Regions from separate parts of the Sus scrofa genome. Here regions 1 and 3 are each linked to region 2. A link is a contact called in public Hi-C and HiChIP or PLAC-seq data. All regions are on one chromosome and are shown on one strand. The core of a region is the stretch at or near the end of the contact, and the rest is flanking DNA. Distances in the headings are between cores, read along the strand shown.

Region 1 (4,216 bases), core at 940-3,439, 180 kb after region 2:
ACAGCTCACGGCAAGGCCAGATCCTTAACCCACTGAGCGAGGCCAGGGATCGAACCCGCAACCTCATGGTTCCTAGTCAGATTCGTTAACCACTGAGCCACGACGGGAACTCCTAGACATCCTGCTTTTGAAATGCCCCCCAGGACTTTCAGGTCTGGTCAGAATGGAAGAACAGATATGGGACTTCTTCCTTCACAATGAAATAATATAAAACTGGACAAATATGAAGCAACTGCTTCCAGACCTTGGATAAGAACCATCACAGGACTACAGTCCTCAAGGAAAGTGAGACGTGAGGTGAGTGCAGACTCGCCATAGCTTTCTGCCTGGGGACACTTTCCCTCCTGGGGCTTAGGGGAGTGGTCCCACAAGCAGGGAGGTTCTCAATGGGGACAAATAAGAGAGACTGACTGGCATGCTGAGGTGGCTGGCACCCATGGGGCAGGGTAAAGAGAGGAGGACTCCCCCATGAGAAGGGGCTCCAGAAATGGGCAGAGAAGCTCCCCCCAGCTCAGCCCAGTACTCCGCTGTGGGTGAGCAGGACTGGACCTGGCAGAGACCTGCTCCCGAGGGGCTGTGAGATGAGTGAAGAGTTTGGACATCTCAAAATGCTGGAAGCACCTGAGGTTCTGACCAGCCAGACCAGAGAGACCTTAACATCCTGGTCATTTAATTGCGAAAAAGGTAGTGCTTGTTAGTAGGACTCTGCCAGCCTCAGGGCAAAGGCCATCGAAACCTACACATGGAGTTCCTGTCGTGACTCAGTGGTAATGAACCTGACTAGTTTCCATGAGGACATGGGTTCGATCCCTAGCCTTGCTCAGCGGGTTAAGGATCTGGCGTTGCTGTGAGCTGTGGTGTAGGTCACAGATGTGGCTCGGATCTGGCGTTGCTATGGCTGTGGCGTAGGCCAGTGGCTGCAGTTCTAATTAGACCCCTAGCCTGGGAACTTCCATATGCCACAGAAGTGGCCCTAAAATGCAAAAACAACAAATCAAACAAAAAACCCTACATGCACAAAGCCTATTAACAAGCCTGGGAGGAGTAAGAGTGCTCAGCAAATTAAGTGCCTTTCAGAATAAAGCTACACATTATCTACACATTATTTAAAGGATGACGACCAAACACAGCCTCTCAACAGTGGAGTATCCAAGATATCCAGTATGTAATCCAAGGGAGTTAGTGTTTAACGGGTACAGAGTTTCAGTTTGAGAAGATGAAAAGGCTGTGCAGGTGGATGGTGGTGATGATGGTACAAGGAGAATGTACAGGTGACCCTTGAACAACGTGGGTTTGAACTGCAGGGGTCCACGTGGACTTTTTCCATAAATACTACAGCACTGCATGATCCACAGTGGGTAGGAACCCCAGACACGGAGGGCCAGCTGTAAAGCTATACGTGGATTTTCCACTGAGGGGAGGGGGGTGGTGTCCGTTGTTCAAGGGTCAGCCATACTTAATGTCGCTGAACCGTACACTTAGTTAAAATGGTAAAGTTTTTTGTTTTTTGTTTTTGTTTTTTGGTCTTTTTAGGGCCGCACCCATGACACATGGAGGTTCCCAGGCTAGGGCTCAAATGGGAGCTGTAGCTGCCAGCCTACACCACAGCCACAGGAAGAGGGATCCAAGCCACATCTGCAACCTACACCACAGCTCATGGCAACACCAGATCCTTGACCAGACCCTACACCACAGCTCATGGCAACACTGAGGGAGGACAAGGATCAAACCCACATCCTCATGGATACTAGTTGGGTTCGTTAACCACTGAGCCACAATGGGAACTCCCTAAAATGGTAAATTTTATGTTATGTATGTTTTACCCCAAGTTTTAAGAAACACTTTCTAAGACAACTGCTTCCAGGAACAACAAGGACGAGAGGTAGCTCCTGCTTCAAACACTAAAACACCAGAAAAAATAGACGAAACAATGATACGCAGACACTGGCATCAGGCAGCACAGACTAATCGTTCAGAAAGGGGAAAAATGAGACGAGACAATAATGTCCCAACGTACTGCAGGGACCGAGTTCCCAGACCACCGCGCAAGCAGGGGAGACCCCAGTGGAGACAGTGGTCTCCCTGAATGGAGCTGCGAGTGAGAAGGGCCAAGGCAGCCAGAGGGGGAGACAGAGTACCCAGAGGGAAGGTGTCAGACAGAGCGGCCTGGGGATGCGCAGGCGCGCCCCCTTGCGTCTTGAGCTGAGTACTGCTCAGCACACGCGAATAAGACGCTAACAGACTGGGCAAAGAATCCCCCGGGGAATGACGGGGTAATCTCTGTGCTTCACTTAGAACCAGGAATGGTTCCAGCGAATTCCAGTAATTTACAAGGCATCAGACAGAAGACTCCGACGGTACTGCTACAGACGTGAAGAAAAAATTAGCCCCAGATTAAAATCTACTCTAGTCTCAACTATGTTTAAAACTAACAATAAAAGTATCAAACTAGAGTTCCCGTCATGGCTCAGAGGAAGCGAGTCTGACTAGCATCCATGAGGACACAGGTTTGATCCCTGGCCTTGCCCAGTGGGTGAGGGATCCGGCATTGTCATGAGCTGTGGTGTAGGTCGCAGACACGGCTCCAATCTGGCATTGTTGTGGCTGTGGTGTAGGCCGGCAGCTACAGCTCGGATTCGACCCCTAGCCTGGGAACCTCCATATGTTGTGGGTGTGGCCCTAAAAAGCCAAAAAAAAAAAAAAAAAAAAAAAAGGAAAAGAAAAAAAGTATCAAACTATTTCCAAGTAACTTAACTACATTGCAGAACAAAGCTCTAAAATATTTATAGGTACAGAAAAATATCTGCCATACAATAAGATAAAAGTTGTATTGTCTAGTATTTAATAAAAAATTACCAGGCACACAAAGAAGCAGGGAAATATGATCCGTAATGATGAGAAAAATCAATCAAGAGAAACAGACCAAAAAAGGGCATAGATGATAGAATCAGACAAGGACATTACATATTAACATTAAGACAGTTACTATAACCATATTTTCTATGTTCAGGAAGGCAGAGCAAATGTTAAACACATTAAGTAGAGACCCAGAACTACTAACAAGACCTAGAAGGAACTTCTAGACTTGAAAATTATGTCTGAGATGAAAAATACTTTTGGTGGGATTAAGAACAGATCAAACTCTGTAGCAAAAAAAAAAAAAAAAAAGAAAAAAGAAACTTAAAGATATACCGCTACTACCCACAATAAAACACAGAGGGGAAAAAAAAAGACTGAAAAAAAAAAGGGGGAACATCCTATCATTGAGCTGTAAGACAACTTCAAGGAGCCTAATGCCAGGGTCACACCCAAGACATAGGGAAGTTCCTGGGCCAGGGAATCAAACTGTGCCACAGTAGCGACCCAAGCCACTGCAGGGACAACACCAGATCTTTAACCCATTGCATCGCAACAGAGATAAAGAGAACATCTTAAAAAGCAGCCAGAGGAAAAAAAAAAAGCACATTACATGCAGAGAAACCAAGATAAGAATGACATCAGACTTCATACTGGGACCAGAGTGAGACAATGAAGTAAATATACTCAGAGCACTGAAAATAAAAAGTTATAAACTCGGACTTCTATATGTATTAAAACATATTTCACAAAAAGGTAAAATAAAGAAGCGTTTTTCAGACATTCGAAAGCTGAATGATTTCATCACTAGGGGACTTGATTTGCAAAAAACGCTAAAGGAAATCCTCCAAGCAGAAGAAAAGTAATTCCAGAACGCAATCTGTACCTACATATAAGACAGTACTTGAAATCTACACACGTGGAAATAAAAGACTATTTCACCTATTTAAAAAGACCCCTTAAGAGATCACTGCTAGATATTTAAAGTTCCCAACACACACACACACACACACACACACACACACACACACACACACACATGCAAACTCATGTGTGCTGTCATGGTGATGGATATGTTAACTAACATTATTATGATAATCACTCTGCAACAAAAAGCCAGGTTGGTGGTACAGATGCACATCCTTAGCCATTAAAAAAAATACAAATCAGAGTTCCCTGTGGCATAGTGGGTTAAGGACCCTGCACTGTCACTGCAGCAGCCAGGGTCACTGCTATGGTGTGGCTTCAGTTCCTGGCCTGGGAACCTCCATTTGCCACAAGGGTGGCCAAAAAAATAAATAAAAATAAAAATAAATAAAACCACATGAGTTAGCACTTCACACCCACTAGGAGGCTATGT
Region 2 (4,347 bases), core at 1,193-3,692:
GCCCGCTAAGCAGGTCATTCCTCCACGTCCAGGGGCCGGGCTCCCTCGCACTCACGGCACAACTTCGGAGCACGCCGAGGGCCCTGGCTCCAGCCCACGCCCCAAGGGCCGCGCGGGGACCGGGCGCCCGACCTTCCCCGACGCCTCGCCCAGCAGCCAGCCCCATTTTCTTAACCCGTGCATTGTCCTTGCGGAGAACCCCGGCCGTTCCCACACTGGTGGGGACCGAGAGGAGGGACGAGGGAGGAGCTGGGGGAAGAGGATGAGGAGGAAGAGGAGGAGGAGGAGGAAGACAACCTCCTCCCCTTCGCTCGGGCGACCAGTGAAGGTCTGGCGCTTTCTCCGGCCCCCAGGCCCCGGCTCCCGGGAGGCCGCGGCCTCGGCTCCCACCCTCGGCAACTTTCCCTCCGCTCGCACCCGCCTCTCCTCCGGGACCGGGCCCGTCGGGCTCCCTCCCCCGGCGGCCAGCCCCGGGCCGCGGCGCCTCCTCCTAAAATGGCAGGTCCCTCCCTCCGCCCGGCCGGCCTCGGCGCGGGCCCGGCTGCAGGCCGCGGGGGGAGCCGGGCGCCGGGCAGGGCCGGGCGGGGCCGCGGCCAGGCCGGACACTCACCGGGACGATGGCGGGGCGCTCGCGCCGCTTCCTCCGGTGAGTCTCAGCCTTGGGCTCCCGCCGCTGCGCTCCCGCCGGGGCCTCCGCAGCCAGCGCCGCCCCGGCCGCCTCTCTCCGCCCCCGGCGCTCCCGGCTCCGCGGCCGAGCCGCAGCCTTCTCAGTCTCTCTCCGGCTCGCGGTTCCAGCGGCGCCCGGGGCCGGGGAGGCGACAGCCCCCTCCCCGGCAAATACCGCAGTCCCCGGACCCCGACTCCCGGCGGCGGGGCCGCGCGGCCCGGCCCGGCGCGGAGGGCGGCGGCGGCGAGGCCGGGCGCCGAGTCGCGGCTGCTCCCGGCGGCTTCTTCCCGAGGAGGATTTTGTAAATCTCACAAAATGGCGCGCGCTCCAAACCTGCGCAGCGAGAAGCGCCGGGGCCCGAGCGGCGGCGGCGGCGGCGGCGGCGGCTCCTCCGCCAGGAGAGCCAGAACCGCCCGCACAGACAGACAGACACTCACACACACTCACACACACACACACGCACGCACACTCGCACACGCTCACTCACACACACACTCTCACACTCACACCGGTCCCGCCCGCTCGCCGGCGGCGGCAGCGGCACCAACAGCAGCAGCAGGAACAGCAGCAGCAGAAGCGGCGGCGGCGGCGGCGCCCGCACCCCCCGCTCGGGGTGTCCGCTCCCTGAGCCCGACCTGGGCCGCGATCAGCAGCAGCGACGGCAGCAGTCTCCCCGGATCCCCCCGCCGCTCTTGCCGCCGCCACCCCCGCCTCACTCCAATGGGGCTTTTTATTATTATTCGGGCGGGAAGCGAAAGGGTTTAAAAAAAAACCAACCAACAAAATGGCGACGGACCGACCCGGTCGCTATAGCAACTGTCAATCAAAACGCAAAACCCCGGCTGACGTGCTGACGTCCTCCTCCCGCCCCCCGGCCCCAAGCCGGCGGGCGGGGCCTGTTGCTCGGGCAACGGCAGATTCCGTTCCCTCCTTTCCCTCTCCCCCTCCGTCCCCAACCAACCACCCAACCCCCTCAGGTCACGTGAAGGATAAATTCGGAGCTCAGGCCCGCTACGAGTGTCAGAGGAGGGCGCGTGATTCGCTCGGGGGAGGGGAGAGGAGGGGGACGGCCGGGCCGAGGGAGGGAGAGGGCGGAGGAAGGGGGGCGAGGCGGCGGCCGGCCTGTGCTCCAGCGCCCAGGGCCTCCCGGCCGCGCCCCGCCCCGCGCCCGCCGCGCCCGCGCCGCCCGCGCCGACTGCGGCCCGGAGAGCGCGCGCGGCCTCCGCGCCGCCGCCCCCGGAGCCCCGCGCTTCCGCGTCGTGCGCCCGCAGCCCCGCCCGCGCCGGGGGGAGGGGGCCGGGCTCTGCGGCCGCGCGGGGACCCAGGAAGCCCACTCCGGTGCGCCCGCGCTGGGGACTCTCACCTGCATCCCCGGGGACCGCGCCGGCAGCGCACGTCCGCGCGTTTAAACTGTTCTTGGAAGGCCCCGCGTGCCCCCCTCGCCGGAAAATGCCCACGGAGGCCGCGGTGGGGGGTGGGGAAGAGGCCGCCTCCGCGTTTCAGACATCTCAGGAATTCCGGACGCTTCGCCCGAATCCGGGATGCCCCTGCGGCTGACACCTTGATTAAATCATGTCACTCGGCTTTTTGCTGCGGCCAGTGCCAGCGTTCAGAAATCATGGACGGAGCCATCATACAAACTTTTTTAGGCTGTGCATGCTCAGCCGGGCTTTCCCACCGATTTCAAACCCCTCCCCACCTTTCAGGCAGTCTTCCTTCTCCATCGGAATGCCCCTAAAATTAATCGTCTTAGGCTATACCGTATCGTTGTCCAACTCCCTGATTTTCTTTCTCATGCACCATTTCAGTTTCCAGATTTTTAATTCGCCCACAATTCTTGATTAATAGTCTCGCTTTCGTTTATCTTTATTCTGTCTACCCCTCTGGCTGGCTGAATATTACTAGGTGTTCTCTCTCGGCATTGAAACCTAGGTATGGAAGTAGCCATGCTGTACTGGCTACTTTGTAATCAGTAGACAGCCACTGGCTAAAAATTGTATTTTGTACCATTCCTAGTAAAATGGCATTTAATCTTTGCCAAAAAGGATACTATGGATATTATTTTACACCAAGTCCCTAATTTATTGATTGATTTCTAAGCTTGATTTTGCCATCTTATGATAGTGTTCGTATCAATTTTGTCTTAAGCTTGGACTGTTCACAAGTAAAGCAGCAGCAGATACCAGTAAAGAAAAACAACCCCACAGTAAATACTGAGCTCAATCCTCTATGACTCAAGGAAAGACACGAGTGTTTCCAATAAATGTTTCTCTTCTCTGGCTACTGGAACCTTGATTTACTAAGGCATCCATTGAAATTAGCACAGACCGTGAAAGAAAACAGACTAAACTTTAGATAAATTAGGCAAAAAGTAGGCCAATAGCTTAGACCGATTCTCATGGTATCACAAACTGCCATGACTATCAAGAGTTTTTTTGGACTTTCAAAATTGCCCTGCTAATGTAATTAAAGTCCACATTCAACTTGATTGTTTTCTGGTGGGGGGGAGTTAGGGTGGTGGTTTAATTTCCAGTTTATTTTCTGTTAAATTAACTACAACCTGGATTTACATTGCATCATCTTAAACAGGAGGAAGTGGCCAAAAGCGTCCCTGCTGGGGTAAGAGGCTGATATCTTGACGGCTCCCCAGCTTACACTGCCACCTCCTCCCTCCTGCTTCTTTCTCTTCTCCCTGCTCCCCACCCCCATCCTGTTCAGGCAGTTTCACTTCTCTCAGGACCCTTAAGCATTTGCAACCTTTAACACCAAGTTAAATTTGAGTCCGTTTTTTTTAATATATATTTTTATTATTTTTAAGAATTATTTCCCCCAATATAATTTTTTTCTACTGTACAGCATGGTGACCCAGTTACACATACATGTACACATTCTATTTTCTCACATTATCATGCTCCATCATAAGTGACTGGACATAGTTCCCAGTGCTACACTGCAGGATCTCATTGCTAATCCATTCCAAAGGCAATAGTTTGTATCTATTAACCCCAAGCTCCCCAACCCACCCCACTCCCTCCCTCTCCCCCAGTCCATTTTTTTTATTGCTGGTCATGAAGGGAACTTGCGTAATTAATCTTCTAGATAACCTAAAAAGAACATGATAATGTTTCAAGAAATATGCCCTTGTCAAGTCAATCTAGAAGATTCTAGTGGAGGGCAAAGCAGATTCTTGAGCCAAGCAGTAATAGAAAGCATTGCTGGTCTTCGTATCTAGAAGGCTTCACTCTTTCTGCCACTACCACCACCACCACAACCCTTCCCGGAGTGACGGCCTTACACACCATTGACCAATAAACTTTCGTGTCCAGCTTAAAATGCTGTAAAATGGTTTTATATTGGCTTCCCCGAAAAAGTCACCTGTAAATTATGCTTGCCCAAAACAGGTGAACACATGTAGGCAGGAAGGACTCTGATACAGATGCCAGTTTAGCTTTGACCAGGTTCAGTGATTAAACCCTTGTTCTCTCCTGAGTATCTCTCTGTCAGATCTACTGACAGATGTATAATATAACAAAGGTATCTATCCATTAATAGAAATATAACCTCTAGGAGTTCCCTCATGGCTCAGCAGATTAAGGATCAGGCCTGTCACTGCTGTGGCTCTGGTTACGGCTGGAGCAAGAGGTCTACCCCTGGCCCATGAATTTCCGAATGCTGTGGGG
Region 3 (3,786 bases), core at 1,209-3,708, 190 kb before region 2:
GGACCCCCTGTAACAGGAACCCTTTCCTGCAGGAATGCTTTGTAGGAACAGGAAGCTGTGGTCTTGCTTTCCAACAGAAGGATATCTAAAAGAGTTTACAGAGGATTATGCAAAGGAAGCCTGCATCCTCATGGATGCTAGTCAGGCTCATTACCCCTGAGCCACGATGGGAAATTCCTGGACGTAGGTTTTTGAACGCGGTCATCAGTTCATCTTTTCCTCCTTTCAGGAGAAGACTCTGCTTTTTGTGTGCTATGAAGAAACAACCACGGAAACGTGAGGCCATCTGAGCAAGGCCGGAGGGCCCTTCAGCCTGGGGAGCAGCAGAGTCAGCCTGAAGCTCCTGCCCTCTAGTGGTCTCAGCCTTCCTTCCGCCTTCCATGTCCTAAACCACGTGATAAAAATGGTGGCCTAGAGAAGGTGTTGTCTAATTTTAGTGCTTATGTAGCTGTTGAGAGCTCATTAAAACGGCAAATTCTCAAACTCTGTCCTCAGACAGTCTGATTCAGCACGTCCTACTGTGGCCCAGGGACTGATCTTCTGATGCAGGTGCGGCCTGGACCACCTCGACAGAAGGACGGAATCATTGCTCAGTTTCTTTCCTGGGCTACTCCATGGTACTTCACTTTGGGAAGAAAATCAACTGCTCCAATGCCCTGAGATCAACTGAAATGTGTTTTGGTATTCAGATCAATTTAGGTAGCCAGACTATAACTGCAGTGCCTTGAAGTCTAATTTTGAGGGTTGAAGCAAAAATAGAATAAATAACAAAATATAAAATAAATCAGCCCCAGAGGTCTTGAAGAAGAATTCAGGCTCTTGTGTAAGAAGATGCAACACAGTGCTTTGCACTGCAAAGGCTGTAAAATCTCTCTCTCTCCCACACCTCCTCCTCCATGGAGCTCCCTTCTGACCCTGAAGCTCTCACCTTTTCCACCTGACACCGAGGAAGCCACCTGGACCTTGTCTTCTGGGTCAGGGGCCCTCCCACAGTCCACTGGGAAACACAGTCTGCCCTCCTGTTCCTCTTTGCTTTTCTGTCAACGTTGAGGACCTGGCGATCTATAGAATAAAATATCCACGGTGTTATCCTTAGATTTCAACCAGAAGTTCTGAAGTTAAATTTCTATTGCTTCATAAAAAAAAGCCAGTGAAAACAGAGGTCCCAGAGGGCTTGAGAACCCCAATTGGTTTTGAGGAAACACTAGGGTTGATTAGAAAGTGAAGGGAATGGCAAAGGACTTCAGTCATTTAAAATGAAAACAGGTGATGACTGAGAAGTTGATGCATGGGTTTCACAAGGTCTAACCCAATTCTACTCCTTGTAAACAAGTAGAGACCAGAGCAGAGCCAAGACACTTTTCCGGTGGGGACAATACCCAGTGGCTGGTGGCCTTGGCCGGGAGACTGATTCTCACAGCCTGGTTCATGAACTGGTAATCATCACTGCCTAAATGATCAGCAGCTGTGCAGTGGGCAGTGTGCCGGGCACGTGGAGAACACAAAAATGCACACAAAAATGCATACACAACCTCCTAAGTCCCACCTCTTGAGCCTCAGAGTCCTCCTGGCTGAAATGAAGGTGATATCTAACTCACAGGGTCATTGCATTTGACAAACAAATGCTTAACCGGGGCCACTTGACAGTGGAAGCTGTGGCATATTGCACTGGAATTGTCCAAGGGCCAGTTCTCTCTCCCCTTCCAGAGTGAGTTCCACTGGGCAGAGTTCTCTATTTTCCACAGGTCTGCTGAGTCGGTGCTCACACTGTACTTGGCGCTGCCAAGCCGGTAGAGGAGGTGGAAGAGGTGGACTCGCTGGTCATTCACGCAGAGTTCGTGGGAATCCTCAGCTCGCTCTGCAGTAAATTCACTCAGAAGTCACATCTGTGACTCTCCAGACACCTGAATGAGGGCCAGCAGCAGCCTGCCACCTTCTGTCAGGAAGGAGAGAAATAACGCCTGCAACCGCGAGTCACGGTAGAGGTCTCACTGCAGATCCACCTTGGGGAACCTGGCGGCCGGCAGGAGAGGAGGTGGGTGTCCTGAGGGAAGCACGATGAAAAAAGTAAGTTGGGACCGGGCTCGGATAGTGCAGGGAGGGAAGATGGCCTCTGCAAGAATTTTCCTGGGAGGGAGCCTTCAGGACGGTGAGAGCCCCGCGTGCAGGGGCTCTTTCCTAGCCCAACCCTGGAGCCCCGGGGCACGCTCTAGAAAGCCCTGTGTCGGAGAGCTGCCCCGCAGGACGCCAAGTTCACCGCAGCTCAGGTACGCGGCCAACCGAGATGCAGCAACACAGATCCCGAATTGACCCCGACCTCACGACGCCAAGACCGCCCCACCCGAGGGCGCCTGAGGACGCCACTCAGCCAGCGGCAGCACCGCCTCCGGGAGCGAAGGACCCGGCCCTCCGGGCGTGGCCCGGGGCGTCGGGTCAATGGGCGCCGCGGGCTCACGGTCACGTGATCGCCGGCGAGCCCGGCACTTCCGCATTCCGCCTGGCAGTTCCGCCCAACGTGGCGAAAGGCCGCTGGCACCCCCTCCCGAGGATCCTCTCGCGAGAGCAGCCCACACAGCCGGCCGTTTCCTCCGCCAGACGCCGCTTGCGGCTGGGTTTTGCCGTGGCTCTGCCACCCAGTGCAGGAGGTCTGGCCAGGGCGAGGGCGAGGGCGAGAGGGTCGGGGACGGCTGCACGTCTCCCAGGTGTCATCTTGTCGCCTCCATCCGACCCCGGGGCCCTCGGACCCTCGACCGGCACTTCCAGGGATCGAAGAGGCGACTGGGTTAACAGGCATCGGTGGGAGCCTCGGCTTCCGTGATTTTCCGGCTTTAAAACATCTTTGTCACCGCTCTGCATTCTGTCCACTGAGAAACTGGAGGCATGGGAGGGTGTTCCAGGAGGAAATGCGAGGTTGACCTCCTCTGAGAAGATGTGGTGAGAGCACCTCGCGCCTGCGCATCCCACAGAGGCGCCAGCATCCCCCCCAGCCCTGTCCTGTAACTACGCTGCAGTGCGGGCTTCGTCGTCTCTATTTTCGAGATGAGGAAACAGGATCAGACGGGTTCGAGGAACTTGCTCAAGGGTGCACGAAGCCCGGCTCTGCATCTCAGCCACGTGCCATCTCCCATCAGAGCACGGATGCTTGTGCGTGACCAGCTGCAGGCCTGACTTGGACCCTGAGGTCAGAGGGAAAAGGCTCGGCCCAGTGGCGCTATGCACCTGGTTCCCTGTTCCAGATGTGCCACCTGCCAAATCCAACCTCGGATCCCCAGGAGAGGACAGCCTGTCAGCCAGTCCCCATCAGAGCCCCTCGCATGCCTCCAGCCTTGGTGCTGCGCCTGAACCCAGCCTTCCAGCCCCGGGCCTTGCTCACACGGGCCTGGAGGAAGGAGGTGTAGGACCATGGATTTCAGCTGTAATGAGAATGTTCTAGCCACGAAGGGCTACTTCTTAACCATAGGGCTGGGCAGGAGTGGAAAATGGCCTCCCTCAGATACACTTCTCTGAGGGCGCCTAAGAGGATATTAAAACTTAAGTTCATTCGTGTCAAGTGAAGGTTTGTCTCCTGTGCAACATGATATCTTGACAGGGCCAAACCAGTCTACTTCAGCAACCTCCTGGTCAGTCAGAGGCCACTGTGGTTAAAACACACTCTCCTTGGAAATTCCTGAAATTCCACCATGAGCAATTCTCTAGGACTAAGACCCATCCTTTTTAGATTCCTTAGTAGATGAAATGCCCTAAATCCCTAATTTTCTCATAGAAGAGGGGACAAATTAAAGTGCT

What was found. A called contact is a pair of places that touch in the nucleus more often than the background predicts. HiChIP or PLAC-seq counts read pairs in DNA pulled down with a chosen protein or histone mark.
Region 1: a contact with region 2 is called in an H3K27ac HiChIP or PLAC-seq map of skeletal muscle, with 3 times the contacts expected there. The contact joins the enhancer-like site here to the promoter of DYRK1A in region 2. A contact is called at or near these places in 2 of 5 promoter capture datasets (fetal liver and liver), 5 of 47 Hi-C or Micro-C datasets (embryonic fibroblasts, epiblast stem cells, fetal heart ventricle and 1 more) and 2 of 2 datasets of contacts at active chromatin or transcription factors (alveolar macrophages and skeletal muscle).
Region 3: a Hi-C map of liver shows a contact between it and region 2, with 5 times the contacts expected there. The contact joins the enhancer-like site here to the promoter of DYRK1A in region 2. A contact is called at or near these places in 2 of 5 promoter capture datasets (fetal liver and liver), 11 of 47 Hi-C or Micro-C datasets (alveolar macrophages, brain, embryonic fibroblasts and 7 more) and 1 of 2 datasets of contacts at active chromatin or transcription factors (skeletal muscle).

What each region holds. Positions count from the first base shown.
Region 1 is chr13:200,831,239-200,835,454 of Sscrofa11.1, reverse strand. No RefSeq gene overlaps it. Among named protein-coding and RNA genes, the nearest start is that of DSCR3, 94 kb to the left of the region's middle. Within about 2 kb of position 2,189, at least 16 of the 83 cell types and tissues checked have an H3K27ac peak or open chromatin away from gene starts, as enhancers often do. A contact at or near this core is called in skeletal muscle, where this site is marked.
Region 2 is chr13:201,006,601-201,010,947 of Sscrofa11.1, reverse strand. It overlaps DYRK1A (dual specificity tyrosine-phosphorylation-regulated kinase 1A), which reads right to left and starts at 2,442. Exons shown (of 12, transcript XM_005670334.3): 1 at 2,031-2,442.
Region 3 is chr13:201,197,748-201,201,533 of Sscrofa11.1, reverse strand. No RefSeq gene overlaps it. Among named protein-coding and RNA genes, the nearest start is that of DYRK1A, 190 kb to the right of the region's middle. Within about 2 kb of position 2,458, at least 61 of the 83 cell types and tissues checked have an H3K27ac peak or open chromatin away from gene starts, as enhancers often do. A contact at or near this core is called in alveolar macrophages, brain, embryonic fibroblasts and 4 more, where this site is marked.